Regions from separate parts of the Sus scrofa genome. Here all the other regions are linked to region 2. A link is a contact called in public Hi-C data. All regions are on one chromosome and are shown on one strand. The core of a region is the stretch at or near the end of the contact, and the rest is flanking DNA. Distances in the headings are between cores, read along the strand shown.

Region 1 (4,799 bases), core at 2,105-4,604, 130 kb after region 2:
CCGTCGTGGCACAGTCGAAACGAGTCCGACTAGGAACCATGAGGTTGCGGGTTCGATCCCTGGCCTCGCTCAGTGGGTTAAGGATCCAGCATTGCCGTGAGCTGTGGTCTAGTTCGCAGACGTTGGTCGGATCCCGCGTTGCTGTGGCTCTGGCGTAGGCCGGCGGCTACAGCTCCGATTCGATCCCAATCCCGGGAACCTCCATATGCCATGGGAGCGGCCCTAGAAAAGACAAAAAGAAAAAAGAAAAAAAAAAAAAAAAAAAAAAGAAAAAAAAAAAGGACAGCAGTCCTGTCAGATCAGGATCCTGCCCTATGACCTCATTTAATAATAAGTACCTCTCTATCTCCAAGTACAGTCACATCAGGGGTTAACGTTTCAACATATGAATTTTTATTTATTTATTTTATATTTTATTTTATTTTCACCTTTTTAGGGCAGTACCTGTGTCATATAGAAGTTCCCAGGATAGGGTCGAATCAGAGCTGTAGCTGCCGGCCTACATCACAGCCATAGCCATGCCAGATCCAAGCTGCATCTGCGACCTACACCACAGCTCATGGCAACGCCGGATCCTTAACCCACTGAGCAAGGCCAGGGATCGAACCTGGTCCTCACGGGTGCTAGTTGGGTACTTTCCACTGAGCCATAACAGGAATTCCAACGTATGAATTTGAGGGGGGCACAATTAAGTTCATAACAGATCTCTTTCTCATACCATATAGAAAAGTAATTTCCAGATGGATTAAAGACTAAATATTAAAAATAAGGAGTTCCCTGGAGTTCCTGTTTGGCACAGTGGTTAACAAATCCGACTAGGAACCATGAGATTGCGTTGCCGTGAGCTGTGGTGTAGGTCGCAGACGCGGCTCGGATCCTGCGTTGCTGTGGCTCTGGCGTAGGCTGGTGGCTACAGCTCCAATTGGACCCCTAGCCTGGGAACCTCCATATGCCATGGGAGTGGTCCTAGAAAAGGCAAAAAAAGACAAGGGTTTATTATCTAGAATATTAACAGAAATTCCTGAAAACTCAATAAAAAAGACAGGATAGGGAGTTCCCCTGTGATGCAGTAGGTTAAAGCTCCAGAGTTGTTACTGCAGCAGCTCCAGCCACTGTTGTGATGTGGGTTCGATCCTTGGCTCAGGAAATTCCATATGTCACAAGTATGGCAAAAAAATAAATAAAATAAAGCATGGAGTTCCCACTGTGGTGCAACAGGATTGGTGGTGTTTCTGCAGCGCCAGGACATGGGTTTGATCCCCAGCCCAGCACAGTGGATTAAAGGATCTGGCATTGCCACAGCTGCAGCATAGGTCTGATCCCAGGCCTGGGAACTCCATATGCCTCAGGGAGGCCGAAAAAGAAAAAAAAAATCCTTTTATAGTTCTGTACCATCAGACTGATAAAAACTAGAAGGCTGAATAAGTTCAAGTGTTGGCAAGGATTTGAGATACTTTTACGCACTCTTGGTGGGTCACTAAAATAGGGAGCAATCTGGGAGCAGGTGGCCAATAAAAATGTATGTACCCTATGCCCTATGACCCAGCAGACTCTGAGATGCTCTCTTTTGGGTCCACAGCTAGATATATACAAGGATGGTCCCTGCAGTATTTGTAGTGGCATGAAGTTGGAGGCAGCATAGGGGTCCACCTTTGGAAGAGCAGATAAGTCAGATGTGATGGATGCACACTATGGCATCCTATGCAGCAGGAATAAGAGGGAAGAAAGAAAGGTTAAAAGGGACACACCATACCTTTTATCAAGAGAGCAAAGATTTTCCAAGGAGCCTCCCCCATCAGACTGCTGCTTGCATTTCATTGGCCAAAACTGTGTTAACTGGTCACACCTGACCAAAAGGTGACCAGAGAGAAGAGGGTTATGGATAGGGAGTGTATCATTTAATCAGAGATGTCTGACCCATCATCTCGTAGATTTCTTCCAACTGCTGCATAGAGTCCACAGTGTCCCTTCACCACATTTTACTGTGATGGCTAGAGGTACAGCAGCTATATTGTGACCATGAGGAAAAGCCAAGAGACTCCCAGAGAAGGCCCTGACATCATCGAGTTACTCAGTCAACACCAACAGCTTCTTATCTTTGAACTTTTTATCTTGTATGAAGAATAAACCTCTACTTGTTTAAGCCACACATGTCAGTTAGGGTTTAATTACTGGTAACAGAAATAAATCTGGCTAGTTTAAATAAAGAAGCAGGCTCTAGGTCTGGGAACAACTCCCAGCTTTGAGAGGCACATGACCTCTGCCTGTGATCCAGAAAACAAGTCACTACTACAGGAAGCTGACGAATCAGGAAACTGCTCACTAGACCCCCCCAACCGTATCTGTCACAATTTGTGACAGCAAAACGGATGTCCCATGCTACTTAGCTCTATTCCAAATTTGTGTCTTACACAAAAGCAGAACTTAAATCACAGATTCCTAGCTCACAAGAATCTGGGAAGTGTCATTATACCTTTCCAGCTTTTACAGTTTTGGAAGCAGGTTGAGCAGCCAGCCTATGGCAGCAACCACACCCCTGAGGTCAGTTTTTGGTTACAACACCTGACTGATACACTGCATAAAAAGCAGCAAGGACCAACCCCCAAAACAGCACTGAGTGAAAAGAACGAACACAATAAGCTCTGTAGCACAATCTAAGGTGTGAGTTAAAATAAAACAAACCACCACTACTTTTTTCAATGAAATGTATGTTGTCACGAATATATGTGTCATCGAGTTCCCATTGTGGATCAGTGGAAATCATGACTAGGAACCATGAGGACGCATGTTCCATCCCTGGCCTCGCTCAGTGGGTTAAGGATCCGGTGTTGCCATGAGCTGTGGTGTAGGTTGCAGACGCAGCTCCGATCCCATGTTGCTGTGGCTCTGGTGTAGGCCGGCGGCTACAGCTCCGATTACACCCCTAGCCTGGGAACCTCCATATGCCACTGGAGCGGTCCTAGAAATGGCAAAAAGACAAAAAAAAAAAAAAAAAAAAAGGTAATTTAACTTAAAGAATAATTTAATAATAATTTTATTAATTTAATAAATAATGGGAGTTCCTGTCATGGCTCAGTGGTTAACTAATCCGACCAGGAACCATGAGGTTGCAGGTTTGATCCCTGGCCTTGCTCAGTGGGTTAACGATCTGGCGTTGCCGTGAGCTGTGGTGTGGGCCAGCAGCTACAGCTCTGATTAGACCCCTAGCCTGGGAACCTCCATATGCCGCAGGTGCGGCCCTAGAAAAGACAAAAAAATAAAATAAAACCTTCCATTAAAATAAATAAATAAATAAATAAATAATGAAAACCATAGTTTGATTTGAATAATCAAAATAATTCATTTACATGTGAATATAATTTAAATATTTTATATTTAATGTACCACATCAAACTAATCCATTAAACTGAATATATCATAATTTCTGTACCCTAATTAAGCAATTCTTTATGCTTTAATTTCCCCAGAATCTAAAAAAATAGATCCAGGTGACCCCTGGGGCCCCTATGCCCGTCCCAGTCACCCTCTTTAGAGAGGTGTGTGACTTACAGCCTCTCCCACCCCTACCCCCCCTGCCAAGCCCGGCTCCACTCTTCAAAGCGTGGGTTTGGAGCTGGTCTCCGAAGGGGGCCGAAGGTGTGAGTTTGCAGGAGAGGCGGATCTTACTCTCAGAGCCCCCTCCTCGGGGGAGGAGCCACTCGGACTCGGGCCCCGCCCACTCTAGGCAGGCTCGTGGGGCGGGGCTCTGTCGGCTTGGGGAGGGGAGAGCACCTGCCCCGCCCTGCACCTCATCCCTAACTAACCCGGCTTGATCCAGCTCAGCCCCGAGGTGTTTGAGGCAGCTCTTTCCGTTAAGTCGAGCCATCTGTTACCTGCGTTGCTTCCTGGGGGGGAGAGTCCACCTTGAGGCGCTCCAGAGACCCGGTGAGTGCTCTCAGGAGTCTGGGGCTTACTGTGAGTCCCAGCAATGGCTACCTCCTAGGGAGCCTCCAAACCCCAGGTAAGGTCCCCTGGGAAAAAGGGAACTGCCGCTCTCCCTGAATCTCACCAGGATCCTCACTTATAGTGACTTCTACCCTCTTAGGGCTCCTGCCACTCTGCTTCCCTGCCACCGGCATGTCCTTTCTCCAGGGTGAATGGGATGGGACACTCCAGTAGGAAAGGACTCTTCCTTGGGCCATTGGGGTGAGTCACAGATGCTGAGACATGTCCCAGGATTCAGAGGGACACCATTCCCCTCATTCTGTGTTATAGATGCCAGCTGCATTGAAGGGGGGAAACCCGCCTTCTTGCCCCCAGCATGGAAGAGGAGGAGCTGCCATTGCCGAGGGGAGGGCTGGACGTGTCTGATGCCTCTATCCCAGGCTGCACGCTGGGGGCCCTGTACTGGGCCTGTGTCCGAAATGACTCTGCCCAGCTCCAAGCCATCCTGGATGATGGGGTCTCCCCAGAGGAGGCCACCCAGGTGGACGGCAATGGGAGGGTGAGTCACCCCACTCGTCCTGGGAATTTCAGGATGGCATCCACTGCCTGGGTCCTCAGGAGGAAGGGAGAGAGTGGGTCTTCACAGGAACTGGGACATCCCTGGGTCAGATGTGGATTTAAAGGGCCCAGGGCCCCCAAGAAGCTCCAGGAGGGAAGCACGGGGGCTGAGCTGCCCCTCCCCCAGACAGGCCTCATGGTCGCATGCTACCATGGCTTCCGGAGTGTCGTGGCTCTGCTCAGCCGCTGTCCTTTCCTGGATGTGAACCAGCAGGACAAAGAGGGGGACACAGCCCTCATGCTGGCTGCCCAAGCAG
Region 2 (4,486 bases), core at 1,921-4,420:
TGCCTTTGACCTACACCACAGCTCAGGGCAATGCCAGATACTTAACCCACTGAGTGAGGCCAGGGATCAAACCTGCAACCTCATGGTTCCTAGTCAGATTCGTTAACCACTGAGCCGTGATGGGAACTCCAAGACTTTATGATGGAACCTGGTATTTGCATCTATGCTAAATGCTCTTGCCTTTGTAAAAAGGTTAGTTAGTGAATTCCTCTTTTTGCCCTCTAAAATTCCCTAAGTGTGGTCTTTGAAATTTTCATTTCTTAGCATTTTCTTTTATTTGTTTCTGTTTTGAAACTTAAGCTTTTGTACAATATAGATTATAGTTCTGTAAGACATTATGGATTATGAAACAAATTATAATGTTTCAGAAATTGTCTCCCTGCTATTGTTTACTTTTATTTTACATAGAAGGATATAAATGATAATTGTTTCATCTTATTTATTTGTTTATTTTTTTAACCACCTATGACATGTGGAAGTTCCCAGGCCAGGGATTAAACCCATGCCACAGCAGTGACCTAAGCCATGGCAGTGACAATGCCAGATCCTTAACCCACTGTGCTACAAGGGAACTCCTAATTGTTCCATCTTTTTTTTTTTTTTTTGCTTTTTACGGCCACACTTGAGGCATATGGAGGTTCCAGGCTAGGGGTCAAATAGGAGCTGCAGCTGCCGCCTGTGCCACAGCCACAGCAACATGGGATCTGAGCTGCGTCTGCGATCTGCACCACAGCTCATGGCAATGCCAGATCCCCAACCCACTGAGCAAGGCCAGAGATCGAACCGGCATCCTCATGGATACTAGTCGGATTTGTTTCCTCTGTGCCATGACGGGAACTCCCTAATTGTTCCATGTTAATATTAAGTTTGGGGATAAATTTTTCTTTAATTTATATGGATTTTTCAAATCCAAGCTCAAAATTATATTTTGAATAGGTTTCAATAAATGATAATCTAATCATTTGGCTATCTTTTTAGACGGTATTTTCATTAATTTTGTTTTTTAAAGCTTATGTTTTAAAGTCTGAAGAATTTATATCTTACTGTATCCAGCATGCCCAGAAAACAGTAAGCTATACTAGTACCAAAGCCATGGTAAATGCAATTTCATTCTTCTTTGATGAATCAGCCAGTTCATTAGATCTTACAGTACCTCAGAAGTCAGCATTATGAAACTATCTACTGTAGAATTACAGAAGGGCAGCGCAGTAAAAATATAGAATCAGTAAATGCCAGAATGTCCATTATATTGCGACCTTCTGTGTTTGTTTTTAGATGATCATCATTTTTTAAATGTAGTAGTTTAATCATTTGTTGAATACCAGGCTAGAAATTGGAGCAAAAAGTGATTTCTCAAATACGCCTTATCATGACCTGAGGCAATGGTTAACAAGTCATTCTTACAAGTACAGATGTTTGTATAATAATGCATCCAGGAATTCCCAGGGAAACCAGTTCTTTTTCCTTTCCATTTCTTCTGCAATTCCATCCAACAAACAGAACAAAGCAAAGCAAAGGAAATAAAACCCTAAAGCGAACCAAATCTCTGAATCGGTGAAACAGTTTGATAAAATGCTATGATGGGGTGAATTATAATCTGCCAGGAATTTTCTTCAGTACGGTTCTTAATCTTAATATATATACAAGAATAGAAAGGCTTTCTGATGTAGCTCTCCAGAAGCAATTGTTTCCTTTTCAAAGTATCCTGATACTGATCAGACAGATCCTTATCTGGCTTCAAGCAAACACGTGTCTTCCCTGTTCTTTGAGGGTTGCTGACTGTCTCTGCCCTCATACCTTCACATGGAAGGAGCAGCCAAGTTTCTATGGATGAAGCAGTAACAGTAGACAACATGGTTACTAGAAAGCTAGGTTTTAAGCCCCCCCACTAGGTCTGATCTGACATAGAATATTCAGGTTGGCACAAAGAGCACAGTAAGGGACATCAAGAAACCCTTTGCCATAGTTTTCCATACTGATCTTGCCCAGGGTGGAGCATATAAAAAATACTTTCCTTAACAATCTGATGGTGTTTTCTACCCTTTTTTATTTGATTGAGAATTTGAACATTGCAAGTTAACTCATAAAATAAAAATGTAGCAAGGCCAGATAAGCATGTATTATTTATATATAAATGCTATATAAGGCATTTAATTAAGGTATAAGGTATTTAATTAAGATAGCAAAACCTTACCATACTTCTTTACAGTGGCTCAGAGGAGATTTGGGGTAAAACTTGAACTTGCCGATGTTCAGGTAGGTCCAGGTTTGACATTGGGAAGCAGCAGTTAGGTAGAGTGACGGTGTTCCTACACGTGGAGGAAGCCGTGTCTGTAATACTCTGTGTGATCAGGGACTTGGCCCTTCATGTAATTTCAAGTAGAGGTGAATTTATTTCATCACATGATCCAATTCTAGCCAAATGCTATGGCTGTGAGGCCAGAACAGGCAAACTCAGGGTCTGCTTCTCGTGATGTTGCCCCCAGGAGTCTTGGTCTTTCTACTCTCTGCTTAGGTTGAGGGTCCCAGCCAGACGCTTGGGTTCCTTGTAGATTTTGGACACAATGAAATGACTTGGTCACGTATCTGTAGAACTAAGGGTGATCCATGGCCAACTCGTTTCATTCTACTTGTTGAGGTGTAAAGAGGCTTGTAGGATCAGCGTAAAAAGATGCGATGCAGAGCGTATCCTCCCGCTCGCCCTCCGGACTATATCCAGCAAGGCCCAGCCTTCATGTGTAGGTGACCTTACTCACCCCACTTGCTTTGTTTTGTTTTGTTTTGTTTTCCAGGCTACAACCGAGGTGGAAATTAAGAAGAAAGGCCCTGGATCTCTCTTAGTCTCCATGGACCAGCTGGCTTCCTATGGGCGGAAGGACAGGATCAACAGCATATTGAGTGTAGTTACCAATACGCTAGTGGAAGGTACGTGTCTTGTGATGTCAGTCCACGCCGCTGAGACAGAGATTCGTAGTGTGCATGAGAAATATAGAGTTCCTGGGTCTGAGTTTTGCCACAATTGTCTGTGAGCTTTAGGAATGGAGTCTGCTGGTTGTAGAAACCAGCATCCCCAAATCTCCTCGCACAGAACCCAGTAAGGACTTCAGAGCTGCTGCCGGCATGATGCACCGATAGTAGAAAGTACAAAGGAACAACGGGAGTGAGCTAGAGGATCTCAAAAAGCCTCTGTAATCGTCACCATGAGGAGCCGGGGGTTGGTGAGAGGCAGAGAGGGACATGGCCTGAGACCTGTGACAGTCTAAAACCGTGGAATCCCACCCGCACCCTTGTGCCGCCGACCGAAAAATACACCTTCCTCTTTTCCTTTTCAGCTACTTAAAAATCTTTGGTTTTCCCTTAAGGAATGTACTGTGCCTACATTGATGCCACCTAATTCTGCCTCTCTTTAAACACCCCCACACATCCATAAATATATTGGACATGTGACTAGGTAAGCTGAAACCCCTCTTACGTCAAAGCTCTGGGCCACGGGGGGAGGAGCAGCTGCAGTTGAATCACAGCACGTCTGCAGTGGCGCGGCTGTCAGAGCCAGAACTCACCATCAGGGGGCCCCTCCGAGACACAGCCTGGCCTGCCGAGGACAGCGGAGGATTTTCCATCACACGGCAGTCCCCAGCAAAGGTCTGCTTTCTGTCCCCCTCTGGTCTGTGCTCCAGGCTCCTCTTGATCTCTTCGGAGGTAACTTCGGTGACTGGGTTTTCTCTCCCAAGGTTTTGATTGATTCCACATGCATCCTCGGAATTAGATTCGTGTTGATTTAGCTAAGTCATCCCGTTATAGATCCATACAGTTCCTGCTGTTTTTCGGAGTCCGCACACCCAGGCTGACCCAACGATAACCAGAGTCTCCAAGATAGGCAACTCAAATTATTCATGTGTCCTTGGAACAAGTTACTAATTTTTTGAGTCGCTGAAGTGAAATACCACTTACACTGGCAGAGGGGTGCTCTGTGGTAAAAGGAGAATCCCTAGAAAGGAACTTTAAACTCCTTGGGAGAGCTCACATCTATGCATGTGGGCCAGGAGTTGGACTGATCTTAAGAACGTATCAAGGAGTTCCCGTTGTGGTGCAGCAAAAACGAATCCGACTAGGAACCATGGGGTTGCAGGTTCAATCCTTGGTCTTGCTCAGTGGGTTGAGGATCCTGCATTGCTGTGGCAGAGGCCGGCAGCTATAGCTCCAATTGGACCCCTAGCCTGGGAACCTCCATATGCTGTGGGTGTGGCCCTAAAAAGCAAAAAAAAAAAAAACGTATCAAGTGAAAAGAATGCTGAGCTACCTGCCTTCAGCTCCTGAACACCCTCATTTATTCCTGTTTTCTTTCATTCCTGTTGAGGTCATTGTCTGGGTGAACATCTTTACACTTTATCATTTATACTTTGAGATGACAGGCAAATAACCGCAAATCATGAGACTGCCAAGATGAACTATATTAGCTTAAGAACCTTGGCTTATTCACTTGGAG
Region 3 (4,504 bases), core at 1,031-3,530, 210 kb after region 2:
TAAATAATCGTGGGTTGTAGTAGGTTCTTTTTTTTTTTTTTTTTTTTTTTTTTTTTTGTCTTTTTGCCATTTCTTGGGCTGCTCCCGCGGCATATGGAGGTTCCCAGGCTAGGGGTCTAATTGGAGCTGTAGCTGCCAGCCTTGTTGTAGGCGCTTCTTATCAGTTTGGTCCGTCTGATGGATGCTGTCGTCTGGAAAGATGAGTGCTCAGAGGCAGTGTATGATCAAGTTGTAGCATCATGAAGAGTATGGGTGGCACAGGTGGATTTGGGCACTGAATCTTAGATTCTATAGGACTAGAAGGTTGCCCAGTGAAGCTTGGAAGAGGCAGGATTAGTGTCCCTTAAACGGGAGCTTTGAAGCTAAAATGAAACTTACCATCCCAAAGGAGCAATGAAGCTAAAATCACAGGTGCTGTAGCTTTAAAAACCCTGGTGGACCTTCATCTCCCAGGACAGATAAGTGGGTGTTTGCAGCGTGCCTCTTATCTTTCGAGGTCGGTGCCCCCGCCCTGCCCTCTCCCACACCCCGTCCCTGGTGATGTGGGCTGAGTGGCTGTGAGTCTAGCCCCGTATGGTGCTTCTTGGGAATTTCCAGTGAGCAGCAGCCTGGCTGAGTGTCCTCCCAGAGTGTGCCATGGGTAGGAGAGGGAGCCCCCGGCCCTGGGCCTGGCCTGTGCTGGGGCCGTCTTTGCTCAGACCCAGCGGCCGGTGCCTCCGTGACGTGCAGCTGCACAGTCTGCCCGGGTTGGGGCTTTGCCGGCTTTCCTCCCCACACAGCCTCGCTCACAAATCAGATTGCCTTTGACATCCTGCCACAGACCACCTTCCAATCATAGTTTGAAACCGTGTTCAGATCCTGCCAAGAGGTCTTTAGTTCCGGCTTGACTACCTTGTTGATAACGAAGTGCTGTGCCAGGGGGAATTTCATTCTGACTGCTTTTAACCTGCTTTTGTGTAGATGGGTTTTGTTACTCCTCCATGATTGCTTTATCTAATTGTGTCGTTTCTACTACGTAGCTCTTTGGTCATGGAACACGGAGAGTTTTTTAGGTGTGTATTATTTACGTACACGCATGTGCATGTGTAGGCTGATTTAACCTGATGAGTCACTAGGAAACAGATGATGAAGAGCTGTTATCATTAATCGAGATTTAGCTTTCCAAAGAAATCAAAATTAGGTTTGGGGTTTAGTGTACTAGTAAAGTTTGAGTAAATTCAGATGTTTTTCTAATTTTATTATCACTTGCTTTGTTTCAGTGAAAAATGAATATTAACAGAAGACAATTTAAATACTAGTCTGTCTTTCATAGAGAAGAGACATGTGGTTGCCACCAAGGGGAGAGGGGGTGGAGGAGCGAGGGATGGGGAGGTTGGGGTTAGCAGATGTTACATGCAGGGTGGATAAAGCCACGAGCTCCTACTGTATAGTACAGGGAACTATAGTCAGTACCCTGTGCTAAACCATAATGGAAACGAATATAAAAAATCTTTTCAAAGACTGGTCTGTCTGTAAAGTTCACGGGAAGGTGTATGAAATTAAAGCAGAACTTCCCAGGGTTGGATCAGTGGTCCAAATTGTGTGAATTTAAAAACAAACTAGCCTCAGATTCCAGCTGGAGGATTTTGGAGCCCCTCCTTTCTGGGTAACTGTGAGGAAAATGTGGTTCAGGAAGGTTAAGTGACTTGCCCCAAACCACGCAACTAGTTACTGGCAGAGCTGAGACCCAAACGGCAGGTCCTTGCTGCGGTCATGCTGCAACTTGGCGCTTCCTAGTTAGTGGTTAAAGAGACACATTGTTCACGGATGTGTTTACTTGAGTTTTGCGCGGGGAGGAGGGAGTAAAATTCACTGAGCATCTATTTGCTAAGCACTTTGAAAATACACTATTTCGTGTGATTCCCACGTAGTCCTGTGAAGTGAATAACAGTCCCGCCTTCCCGACTAGGAGACTGGGGTGCCGGGCGCTTACTAACTTGCTCAAGGTCATGTGACTAATGCGAGAGCTGGTATTTGAGCCTTGGGTCTGCGTGACCTGTGCCTGCCCGGATCCCCTGCCGTGGCGCTGGTGATGGTAACTGAAACCCCTGGCGGGTGTGGGCCGCGGTGACAGGGATCTCAGAGTCGCCTCGTTTTCAGACCCCTCGCTCACTCCGTCAGCGCGTAGATGTGCGCAGATGTGTGCAGGCAGCAGCTTTCTGGGAGGACCCACAGCCCTCAGCAGCTGTGGGCTAATCTTCATGCCGTCTCTGTCACAGAAATGGTATTTTCTGGTTGGGCGGCCCCGGCCTGGAGAGATTCAGGGACTTGCCCAGCCCCTTATCACAAAGCCACATGGCCCTGCTCCCAGTTCCGTTCTTCGTCCCGTCTAGCATAGATTTCACCACTTTTGTTCTTTCCTGTCTTACACCAAGATTGTTTAAGTACTTCCCAAAAATAATGAGCCACGTGTGGGTGTGCTCGTTCTCCGGAATGAATCACTGTGAAAGAGGCCGTGAACCGGGGAAAGGAGAGTAAGCGTCTGGAAGCAGAGGCTCTGCTTCGCCTGCTGCTGACGGACCGACCCAGGAGGGAGCGTCTTTTCCAGAGGCGGCCGCGGGTCTGGCCCGCGAGTCCCACTGTGCTCAGAATAGCCCTCCGGGAGGCTGGGGAGGCGGCCGCTTTCCCTCCTCGCTTCCCAAAATAGCCCCAGGCTGTTCTTGTCCCTGGACGGCAGGGTGCGTGCATTGCGGGGACCCCTTTCGTGCCTGAATGTCCCCACCGACTCCGGGAGAGGAATGGGCTTCTCGGATGCGCAGGCAGGACGGCAGCGTGCGGTGCGCCCGGAGGTCTGGGTGGAGGGTTCTGAGGGCCGCCGAGGTAAATTAGAGTCAGCAAAGGAATCCGGGAGGGGGCAAACAAGGGGACTGGGGGGGAACCAGGAGGGTCCGTGGTCTCTCTTGCATCTAAAAGGGTCGGAATTGAAGTTTAGGATTAAATTTACTTTTAAAATTCCTTTTATGATTGGCGTCCTCATCTAAAGGATGCCTGCTTTAAACTTCCTGCCTTGAAAATATAACACGACCCAAGCCCTTCAGCAGGTAGCGGCGTGTTTTGGAATTTCTCCCAGAAGAAAGGGCTCTGATCAAACGCCACGAAAAACAATCCCACAGGCCAGGCCGTGAAGATCCACACTGCCCGCTTACCTGTCCGTGCCCGCCCTCCCTTGCTTCCCCGCTGGGGCTGGCAAGGACCGTGTCATTTATAGAAAGCCTGGGGAAGGAGCGCTTGGACCCTGAGATACTGGGAATCAGTTTGGGGATTTGAAAAGCCAAGAGATGCCCTCCAGTGTTTTGGAGGAAGAGACAAAGATAGACCGTTTACAGCCGAAAGGGGTGAGTTACAACAAGCTAGTTTTTCACAGGACTGGTCATAAATGCCTCTTCTCCGGGGGCCATAGTTTGAATATGTTCCCTCTTGTTATCTAGAAAGTATTCACTTCGTGTCCAGTGGGGGACTCGGGTGGGCCCTGCCACCCGCACCCCTGATGGGCGAGTCCCAACCTCAGTGTCCCAGGGGCTCGAGCCTCCCCCTGCCCATCCCAAGGGGTCAGGGCTAGGTTAGGCTTCTGGGAGACAGTGCTGGGGAGAACTGACTGCTGCTGTCTGTGCTATTCTTGTTAGACGGATAAATAAAGGATCGCAGATTCCAGGGCTGCCCAACTGGTTTTCAGAGGCACCAAATTCATTTACAGTAATTTCCTGTCAACAGGGCACACTTAGGGATAAACACACCCAGTCATACTCGTTAGTCCCAGAGCTGATTGAGTGCACTACCGATTTGAAAAAATATGTATATTACACTTTTGAAAGTGATATCTGGAAGTTCCTGTCGTGGTTCAGTGGTTAACGAATCTGACCAGCAATCATGAGGATGCAGGTTCGATCCCTGGCCTCGCTCAGTGGGGTAAGGATCTGGCGCTGTTGTGAGCTGTGGTGTGGGTCGAAGAGGTGGCTTGGATCTGGCGTTGCTGTGTCTCTGGCTACAGCTCCAATTCGACCCCTAGCCTGGGAACCTCCATATGCGGCGGTAGCGGCCCCCGGGGGGAAGAAAAAATGATGTCCAGGGGCCGTTCAGAGCTGAGTGACATTTATTGAGCACTTTTTCTGCATTAACTCATTTAATCCTCACCATGACTTTAGGAGGCGGGCACTGGTATTTTCTTCTTTGGCCGGCGCTCCTTGTGCCCCTCTTGAGAAGGGCACCTGCTGGGGACTAAAGGGAGGGGAGGATGTTGCACTAGTCGGGAGAAGCTTCCAAAGGAAGTGACGTTGAAGCCAGATTTTAAAGAACTTGTAAGAATTAGCCAGGAAAAAAAGCATTGCAGCAAAACCATGTGTAAGAGCACTCACACTGCATTCAGGAAGCTGTGGGCGTTCCCGGTGCAGAGAAAGGAGATGGGGTTGATGATGGCTCTAGGGAACCCTGGGTGGTGGATAGAGTGTGGGGGGTGGGGTCCTCCAGT

What was found. Hi-C and Micro-C count contacts between places; a contact is called where the count stands out from the background.
Region 1: a Hi-C map of skeletal muscle shows a contact between it and region 2, with 3 times the contacts expected there. The contact joins the promoter of ANKRD33 here to the enhancer-like site in region 2. A contact is called at or near these places in 1 of 5 promoter capture datasets (liver), 17 of 47 Hi-C or Micro-C datasets (alveolar macrophages, embryonic fibroblasts, epiblast stem cells and 11 more) and 1 of 2 datasets of contacts at active chromatin or transcription factors (skeletal muscle).
Region 3: a contact with region 2 is called in a Hi-C map of embryonic fibroblasts, with 2.0 times the contacts expected there. The contact joins two enhancer-like sites. A contact is called at or near these places in 2 of 47 Hi-C or Micro-C datasets (embryonic fibroblasts and heart right ventricle).

What each region holds. Positions count from the first base shown.
Region 1 is chr5:17,243,986-17,248,784 of Sscrofa11.1, forward strand. ANKRD33 (ankyrin repeat domain-containing protein 33) reads left to right here and starts at 3,355. Exons shown (of 5, transcript XM_021091670.1): 1 at 3,355-3,924; 2 at 4,255-4,799. The coding sequence starts at 4,301.
Region 2 is chr5:17,115,916-17,120,401 of Sscrofa11.1, forward strand. It overlaps SCN8A (sodium channel protein type 8 subunit alpha), which reads left to right. Exons shown (of 27, transcript XM_021091665.1): 13 at 2,793-2,925. Among named protein-coding and RNA genes, the nearest start is that of FIGNL2, 91 kb to the right of the region's middle. Within about 2 kb of position 3,171, at least 6 of the 83 cell types and tissues checked have an H3K27ac peak or open chromatin away from gene starts, as enhancers often do. A contact at or near this core is called in embryonic fibroblasts and skeletal muscle, where this site is marked.
Region 3 is chr5:17,326,166-17,330,669 of Sscrofa11.1, forward strand. The region is part of intron 1 of ACVR1B (activin A receptor type 1B); the gene reads left to right. Among named protein-coding and RNA genes, the nearest start is that of ACVR1B, 14 kb to the left of the region's middle. Within about 2 kb of position 2,281, at least 44 of the 83 cell types and tissues checked have an H3K27ac peak or open chromatin away from gene starts, as enhancers often do. A contact at or near this core is called in embryonic fibroblasts, where this site is marked.